Regions from separate parts of the Mus musculus genome. Here regions 1 and 2 are each linked to region 3. The links are chromatin contacts, called in public HiChIP or PLAC-seq and promoter capture Hi-C maps. All regions are on one chromosome and are shown on one strand. The core of a region is the stretch at or near the end of the contact, and the rest is flanking DNA. Distances in the headings are between cores, read along the strand shown. Region 1 overlaps 4930593A02Rik (RIKEN cDNA 4930593A02 gene). Region 2 holds the start of F630111L10Rik (RIKEN cDNA F630111L10 gene). Region 3 holds the start of Med12l (mediator complex subunit 12-like).

The links. HiChIP or PLAC-seq counts read pairs in DNA pulled down with a chosen protein or histone mark. Capture Hi-C pulls out chosen DNA fragments and counts their contacts.
Region 1: an H3K4me3 HiChIP or PLAC-seq map of forebrain shows a contact between it and region 3, with 4 times the contacts expected there. The contact joins the enhancer-like site here to the promoter of Med12l in region 3. A contact is called at or near these places in 2 of 39 promoter capture datasets (embryonic stem cells and hippocampal neurons), 6 of 484 Hi-C or Micro-C datasets (cerebral cortex, cortical neurons, embryonic fibroblasts and 2 more), 7 of 115 datasets of contacts at active chromatin or transcription factors (embryonic forebrain, embryonic stem cells, fetal liver and 2 more) and 2 of 9 other capture datasets (adipose tissue and pancreatic islet).
Region 2: a promoter capture Hi-C map of pancreatic islet shows a contact between it and region 3. The contact joins the promoter of F630111L10Rik here to the promoter of Med12l in region 3.

The regions. Positions count from the first base shown.
Region 1 is chr3:58,784,359-58,787,330 of GRCm38.p6, reverse strand. The region is part of intron 8 of 4930593A02Rik (RIKEN cDNA 4930593A02 gene); the gene reads right to left. Among named protein-coding and RNA genes, the nearest start is that of Gm40059, 39 kb to the left of the region's middle. Within about 2 kb of position 1,345, at least 30 of the 459 cell types and tissues checked have an H3K27ac peak or open chromatin away from gene starts, as enhancers often do. A contact at or near this core is called in cerebral cortex, cortical neurons and forebrain, where this site is marked.
Region 2 is chr3:59,152,104-59,155,199 of GRCm38.p6, reverse strand. It overlaps F630111L10Rik (RIKEN cDNA F630111L10 gene), which reads left to right and starts at 1,572. Exons shown (of 1, transcript NR_045641.1): 1 at 1,572-3,096. The region is part of intron 15 of Med12l (mediator complex subunit 12-like); the gene reads right to left. It also overlaps a transcript of P2ry14 not described here.
Region 3 is chr3:59,005,422-59,008,249 of GRCm38.p6, reverse strand. It overlaps Med12l (mediator complex subunit 12-like), which reads right to left and starts at 1,272. Exons shown (of 44, transcript NM_177855.3): 1 at 1,150-1,272. The coding sequence starts at 1,248.

The DNA of each region.
Region 1 (2,972 bases), core at 96-2,595, 220 kb after region 3:
CCTGGACAGGTAGTCCTGAGTGCTATTTGAAAGCTGGCTGAACAAGCCATGGGGAGCAAGCCAGTACGCATCACTCCTCCGTAGCCTCTGCATGGGCTCCTGCTTCCTTCCAGGCTGCTGCTCCAGTTACTGCTTGGACTTCTTGATGATAGATTTCAAGCTGTGAATTAAAATAAACCCTTTCATCCTCAGGTTGCTTTTGGTCATGATGTTTTATCACAGCTCTATAAACCCTAAGACAAACCTAGACTAGTATGTCACTCAGAATAATAGTACACTATCAGAGGAGAAACATGGAAACAATTCTTTAAGTTTAAGCTTACTGATGTCACTAGACCAGATAGTACTAGGCAAGGGGCAGGCAGGTGTGGGGTTCCTCATCTTTCAGAAACAGCCCAAAGCAACTGGATGAGACTTGCATTGCCCTGTCCAGATCATAGAACTTTTAGTCACACCTGGACCTAACCTTACCTTGAACATAAATAAGAAACAATAAGTATATATTATCAACTGTCATAATTACTATGAGACATTACCATTCATTCATTCATTCATTCATTCAATTTTTCTAGTCTCCGTGTCATTTTTGACCAAAATATCTGAAAACAGCTTAAGGAATTCTTTTTTTTTTTTTTTTTTTTTTTTTTTTTTTTTTTTTTTTTTTGCTCATTGTCTCATAGGTTTCCAGCACGGTAAGGAAGCTAAAGCCGAACAGAGAAGTTCATATCAAGATGGACAGGATATTAGAAGGGGTCAGGGAAGTACACAGCTTCAAGGATACATGGTCAGTGATCTTCCTCCACCTTGATGCAATTTCCCAGTTTCCAGAACCTCCCCCAAATAGCGCCCCCAACTGGGGGTCAAGTGTATAATATGGATCTATAGGGGCCATTTCCTTCCGTGTACCAGCCGCCTCCTACGTCTCGTGGGGTTTATGCTTTCCTGAAACGATGGCATGAGTCGAAAACCCACCACACTGATTCGAAACTGAAAACTGAGGTTAGTGTTTAGAAGGGAGGGAGTGTGGTATGCCAATCTTATTTTAAAAACTGGGATAAGGCATCTCCTAAGAAGTCAGCTTAGGCTGAGCAGAGGTAACTGGGTGACGAGCTGGATGACGAACGAGTGGGTATGACGCTCTGTGGAGGGTTTGCCAGAACAAAGGAGAAGCCAACAGGACCGATGTGCAGAGAACAAGGTGCAGAGAGGGTGAGAAACAGCTGGACTGGCAGGCAAGGCACCACATGGCATTCTACACTAGGGGGCGCGAGGATCTAGAAGGATTTTAATAGGCCTGGCAGGATTTGCATTTTGAACAAATGCCTTGGTGTGAAAACAGACTGGCAAGAGCCCAGAGTGCGTGCAGAGACTAGCTGGATGGTTGTCAGGACTGTGTGGCTGAGGATGATATGAGCAGATTGAGGGCAGTTACCGGAGACTGACTTTGTTCCCTCGCTAAAAAGAGGGAGGAAAAGGTAGGTATGTAGAGAGCAGAGGGGAGAGGGAGACTCTCTTCCCACTGGCTAGAGTTAGTTTGGACTTCACAGGGCCTGAACCAATGCTGAGGGACATGATAAAAATCAAAGGAACTTGCATGATGTAAGACCTCTAAGGGACCTCTCAGAGGACAAACAGACCTTATATAAAATATAGGCATTTCCAGCATGGTAATTGTTTAAGTTTACATTTGTAAATATTCTGGTCTGACATTCTTTGGGAAAGAGGAAAGGGAGAGAGGGAAAGACAAGGGAGAGAAAAAGAGAGCGAGGAGAGAGAGGGAGAGAGGAGGAGGAGAGAAAAAAGGAACTTAGAGAGGAGAAAGGGGAGGCTGATTTTACGTGGGGGGAAAGGCTTCCCAAAAACCCACAGGAGTCAGTCTGAGCAGCAGAACACAAGCACTAGTGAAAGAGAAGTCACGGTGGAAACAAACAGCCCAGACCCTAGAGGAGGTCAGAAAAGCCCAAGTGCAGCAGTGGTACACTTCTAGGTGTTTCCATCTGGCTTGCTACTAGTCTGTGTGTCCATCCGGGGTGTGGGTCAGTGGTGGAACATTTGTCTCACATCGCATTCCATCCCTACCACTCAAGGGAAAAAAAAAAGCCCGACTTCAGGAGAATAAATGAAAAAACAGATTGCAGAAATGCATCCTGTCGCACATCCCTAAGGCACCATTAGTGGTCACCAGACACAATCTAAATAACAGGTAGTTTTAGTAAGTGATTGTGTTAAAAATCAGAGAGGACCAGGTTTAGATTCAACCCATTATTTTCAGATTATCGAGTTCCAATTACTTTAGTAACTTACTTATTTATGAGGCATAGGGTCTTATGGATCCCATCCAGGCTGGCCTTGAACTCTCTGTAGCTGAGGCTGGCCTTGAGGTTCTGCTCCTCGTGCCTTTGCCTCCTGACTGTGGGGATTACAGACAAGTACCACCAAGCCTGGTTTATAGAGTTGGAGATTTGACCCGGTGTTTCATGGATGCTAAGCGAGCACTCTGCCAACTGAGACATACCCTCATCTCTACAGTTTAATCATATTTAAAATATTCATCTCATATATCTTTCCAAAAAAGGACTTGGGGTGGATGGTATATGCTAAACTTCCACAAAACTTTGTGTCATTTTCTTTCCTTCGGTAACTGAACGACGAAGAAAGTGTTTTCAGTGCTGTCCACAAGGTGGTGCTATGAGAGTGGTATTTTCAATCGGATTATCAAGTATAATTATCTAGGTAAAGGTGAGCAAGTTACACACACACAGACATACACACACACTAAATGCATTTTTAAAATACAATAAACCCATGCAATAGAATATTTTCTGAAATAAAAAGGAATAACATATGTAGATGACCACATTGTAGTTGGCTATCCCATAGATGACCTTGAAAAAGTATGCCAAGTGAAAGACCACACATCATACAAGCTAGTATATATTAAATTACTATAACAGACAAAGGTAGAGGATAAA
Region 2 (3,096 bases), core at 323-2,822, 150 kb before region 3:
AGGAAGGCACACGGGTACCAGAATGTAAGTGGGTGCTCATCAGACCATTGCAGTAAGCAGCATCTCACGCAATAAACCAGGGACATCTGGAGAGCTGTTGCCTGGAGACCATTAATGTCAAATCACCCTTTTAACCACAAAATGCTTACATGTGGGAGACTCTGCAATGTTCCCTGGTAGTAACTTCAATGCAGCTGATTATAAGATATCTCTCTCTCTCTCTCTCTCTCTCTCTCTCTCTCTCTCTCTCTCTCTCTCTCTCTCTCTCTCTCTCTCTTTCTATCAGAGCCAAGTAATGAGCTTCCCTCAACTAGCTCTGGTCACAAATGCCCAAGTCATAAGATGTGTAGTGATTAGGCTTGCACATGATACACAAAATAAAAATCTATACTTCTTAAGGAAAAAAATATGTGTGTCCTGGTTGCTTTTCCATTCTCAGTGTCCAGAACACTGCCTACTGCTTAGTAAGTACAGTGAATCGAAACAGTGCTTTCTGTGCAGGTGACGTAACTGTAAACGCCTAGGTTAAAATGTTAAGGCAAAAATCAATTGTAAACATAAGCTCTTAGAGCTTAATTTAGGCAACAGAACCTGAGTGAGCACATAGGAAATGTAGGAGCCTTTGGTTATCTCTCTCTTGGAGCCCCATCCACTGTTGGGGTTTCTTTTTCCTGCTCCCTTCACTCAGCATGAATGGAAGAGGGGGGTGGTCAAAGGAAAAGGATGGAAATACAAGAACTCCACAAAGAACTTTTTAGAACAGTATTAGTTACCTTTGAGTCATTTCCATATGTTCTATACCATGTATTGTTATATCATTATACATTTATGTTAAGTATTATGAGAAATCTAGAGATGATTTAAGGCACTTATGGAAGAATAAGTATAGGTTAAATGCGAATATATCACTTTTTATAAATGACTTCCTATAAGTGTAAATCTCCAGATGACGAGAGCAGCTGCGGATTTTGTTATCACGCCAAGGGAGTTCAGGAATCAGTCCTGCCATGAACACAAAGGCTGCTGTATGCAGTGCAGTGGGAAGGATATAGAACTTTAAAAACTATCACTACAGAAGCTGGAATGAACTTAAAATATGAGTTATAGCATGAACAATACAAACTTACCAAAATTTTAACAAGTGATGTGTTCATCTATACTTATGAGCTACTTGCCAGCAATAATTAAATATTTTTTTTAAATGTGGAAAAAAGAGACCAACAACAGCCCTTATGCCAAAATTCACTACCCAAGTGCTAACTCAAATTCCTAGGTAGCTCTAATACCGCCACACTCCTGAACCTGCTGTTCTCTATCACTAATAATCTCCTCTTAGGAAAGTGTGTGGCTCTTCTTGTTCCCCATTGCTTACTGCATTGAACTGTCAATGGTGAGGTTTACAGAGGAAAATCCCTGTGAGTGATAAGGAAGCAAAGGAAAAAGTAGGGAGAAGAAAAAGATGATGTGGGGGAGGGCAGGGAGATTTGGTCAGGCTGCTGTTTGTATGACTCATGGAGGGAACCAGCGGAGGACAGCCTGACACTCACGCAGATCAAAACATCTAGCCATGCCCTGCTTCCACTTTCTAGCCTTGACTGCATTCTAACTGCTCAGATGCAGTGCCCAGCCAACCCATTATCTCGTGGCTTCTGTCAAGTTCCTGATTTTTCTTCTCTTCTTGAAGATGAGGAAGAACTCGGCTTAAGTGTCCTCTGGAACCTACACTGAGACATATTCCAACATGAGTGTAGTCTGACGTGCACTACAGGAGCCATAAGCAGGTAAGGAGATTCTTCATGAAATAACCTGGGTGTGTGGATGGAAGGGTTAGGTCTGAACTGGGTTACACTGGGCAATCTTCATGTTTTACCAGTAGAGTCAGTTTGTGTTTAAAAATGGCAATTGTTTGGCACGTTAAGTATTTGTCGATGGCAATTTGGGGGTCCAAACCTTAAGTGCTCTAATTGATTATTTGGGGCTCCCAGCTGGGTTTAACGTGTCTGTAGTAATTCAAAAGAAACTTTCACAAGTGTCCATCTTGGACATTTCTACCGTGTGAAAGGACACAGAGATGGTTCTCAAAAGTAAGTTCACTGCCGTATTTCTTCTTTCAAAATTTCTCATTACGTACGAATAGTTTCTCCTTTTCTGCCACTGCACACATACACATATAACAAAACTGTGTCTGTTTGAACGCATAGTTACACAGAGAGGAGCTTTTAGCTTGGTCTTGCTGGGAAAGTTAATCCTAATTGCATCTAATAAAATTTGTATTTATTCTTAAGGAAGCTTAAAAACCATATATCTTCATATCCTATACATAGCAAAAATTTACATTCATTAGAAACTTAGTTTATAAATAATCAGTTAAACTCCTTAAAATGCTTGAACTAGTTTCAATTCAACACGTAGGGCGGAGCATGGATCTAGTGTCAGTGCACTCAGTGAGCCCATGCAAGCCACCTAGATTGTTTTGTTTACTGCTGAGTTTTTGGAAGGTTTTTTTTTTTTTTTCTTTTTTTTGGTTGGTTGGTTGGTTGGTTGGTTTTTGCTTGTTTTGTTTTAGGAAATTTAATCCTATGGAGGAAATAAGAGTAAAAAAAAACAACTTACACGTTTATCTTTTTTTAAATATACAAAATCAAAAATACATTTCAAGACTAAATCATCTAAATCCTAACTTGAAATATCAAAGTAACATTTTAAGTTCTATAAACACATAAAACCTTATACTTTAATAAAACTTATAAATACATACAAGCACACGTGTACAGTTTCACATGTGTAGATGTACATATAGCACACATGGTTATACCTGTTAAACCCAAAGAAGAAGAGAGGAAACACCAAGCTGCTCAGAGCTTCAGTCAGGGGAATCGGGCAGCCTGTGGGAAGTGAGCTACCATTTGCTGCCCTGTAGCAGCAGCAAGAGGAGGAAGCAGGACCCGAAGCCCTGAGCGGCTACCTGAAGGCAACAGAGCTGACCCTATCAGGATCTAAATCCCCTGCATGCTATGAGGCCGGCCCTGCCGCTGGTGCCCACAGACAAACGATTTCAATCTGCTTTACCCTGCGATGGCTTCACTTGCTTCCTGT
Region 3 (2,828 bases), core at 23-2,522:
GGCCAAAAGGAATTGCTCGTGATGATTTCTCAGACACATTATTAGCCAGTCTGGGCTGAGCCTCTACTAAAGAGACGGATACATTTATCAAAATAGAAGCCTGAAAGAACTCTGACTTGCAAAGTCCTCTTGTGAAATCAGGGGACACGCAAACTTTTATAGACTTTCCAGGCTCACGGGAAGACTAGAATACATGGCAGTTTCATGCTTAACTATAGAAAAGAGAAGATGGGTGGGCTGTAGCTGGCAAAGTCTCAAAGGACAGCTGGGGAGCAGGGGAACCAAAAAAGAGAAGATAGGCAAGTCTCTGGGCAAATTGTATAGCCAAGGGCGATCATTATTATGGCTGGAGAGTTGTTACATAATTACTTTTTAACTCCTGACACATACCTACATAGCTTACAATAACCACTGAAGCTACTGTATGTGCAACAGCCAAGGTTTCTCCATTTAATTTCATTCAAAGAAAATAAGTAATCTGGAAGCTATTCCTTTCTAAGATAACTTGTCTGCTTTTACACATACAAAACAGCCTCCGGGAAAGCCAATTTGTCTCTCTAGAAACAAAATTCGGTGTTTCTCTTCAATATTGTTTTCTTAAATTTTTTTTAAAGGCGAGAGATACAGAGGTACATTCACCGAGCCAAATATATGATCACCTCGCTAAAAAACGACTTCCATTCCAAAGTGGAGGATGTGATAAGGGTCCCTCCCCCATCCGTACCCATACCGCTGGCGCAAAACGCAAGACCACAGTGTCCGATGTACTGCATTCCAGCATTTGTCAAAAAGTTTACGAGGATTTATCGAAGCGACGGAGTAAAAAACAATAAAACAAGCAAAAACGGAGGAAAGCGAGCAAGAAGATGCTAGCGAGGTAGAAGCGGTAAAGCGCCCAGCGGCGCAGTGCAAGGCCCGACAACCGGGAAGCGACCCAGCCCCCCGCAGAGCGATCGCCCAGCGGAGCGCGGGGGTTGGCAGGCTCCGGGTCTCAGTAGCTCAGGGTCCCTGATACCCTAACCCGGGCCCCGCCTCCGATCCCCTCCCCAGCCCTTCCCCCGCAGCGCCGGGGACGCCCGCCGGGCCAGCTTGGCCCCGGGTCAGCGCTGCGGAGCGCCGCACAACCGCGGAGGCCGCCGGCGCCCTTACCTCCTTCTGCTTAGGGTCCTGCGGGTAGACGTCGGGCGGCCCGAGCCGCGGGCGCTTCAGCGGTCTCTGCTCATAGCTGAGAAGCCCGAAGGCGGCCATGATCTCTCATGTTAACCGGCGAAATGAATGAGAGTTGGAGCTGGAGCTGGAGCAGCCGCCTCTGAGCACCAGGGAGCAGCACTTTGCAGACAGACTCCCTCTTCCCTCCACTCTGGCTCGCCGTGGCGCTGCAGGCAGGAGAAAAAGCAGGTTGGAGACGGCCGCTGCCCGCGCGCAGACGCGCTCAGGGGGGCCGCCTTCGTGGGCACCCCGCTGCGCCGAGCCCCGGGACGCCTGCTCCGCGGGCGGCGGCGGCGGCGCCCGGGCTGGAGGTCGGCCAGGGTCCGCCGCGGCCACGGCCTCCCGCCACCCCCACTCGGTCCCCAGGGGGAGGAGCAGATGATGGGAACGTGTGACTTTCTTCACCAATGAACCCAAACCCACCCAGAGGGGCCCAGGCTGGGGTGGGGGAGGGGCATAAAGGGGGAAAAAACTTTTCTTGGCGCCTAGGCGGGAGGCTCGGTGCCCGCCGAGAGCTAGGCGTCCTCGGGCACGCGAGGTGCTGCGCAGCGGCCCGCGCCCACTTCCTGGCTCGCCATGCCCGGCGCTCGCAGCTTTGCACTCGGAGGACCCGCCGCCCGGGCACGGAACCGCGGACGCGGAGGGAGAGAGGCCGCGAGAGGCGAGGATGCGGACGCCGAGCGAGGCCGGTGCCTCCGGGTTCAGCCAGTGCACGAGCTGCGCGGGTCCCCTCGGCGGCGCCGGGGCGCTTTGCTGGCTGCCGGCTGCAGCGGCCGCGGCGGCTGGAGGGGGCCGCGCTCGCTGTGGCGCGGGGCCGACTTAACCCTTTGCTGGCCCTCCCGGGGCTGGGGAGGGGGTGAGCAGAGGTGGCCGCGAGCACCGACGGACACATCGGGAGCACGGGCGACTGGGCTCCCCGGGCCACCCCTAGACGTCGCGCGCCCTGATCCCCACCCCCAACAGTTTACCTGTTGGTCCCTAGCTAGCGGCTAGGCAGGGGCGGGCAGCCGGGACGCCCTGGCGGCCGCAGCCTCCATCGCTCCGTTAGGGTTGGGGAATTGGATTTGACGTTGCGAGGTGTCTGGCTCGCCAGACTGCGGACGCCGCGAAGTTTGCGGCTGCCTGGGGGCGTCGCTCGCTGTCGCCAGCGTTCTCGCCCCCACGGCCCGGGAGCGCGAGCTCCCGAGTTGGCGGACGGCGGCGCGGCGGCCGCACTGAGCATGCCCAGCTTGGCGGCCGGACCGCGGAGGAGTTGGCTGCGAGCGCCTCGAGCGCTCCCATCTGCCTCTCCGGGTTTTCGCAGCCGCAGAGCGCGCATTCCACGGGCCCTGCGCCCCAGCTGGCTGCAGGGTTAACCCGGCTATGGAACCAGCCCCAGGAGGGACCCCGGGCCTCGAGCTGCGCCCTCCGCCTCGACCCCTCCTGGGGTCGCCATCCCGGCAGCCTAGGCGAAACCTCACCTGCTCGCATCACAGGGATGGGAACCGCGGGGAGGGGGCGATCCTTTCGGGGGATCTGGTCAATCCACCTGCCGGCGCCCCTCGCTTGCTCCAGGTAGACACACAGATGCGGGGCCAAGAGCCGTGAGCATTGAGACCTAGCCTCGGAGGCGGGCCCAG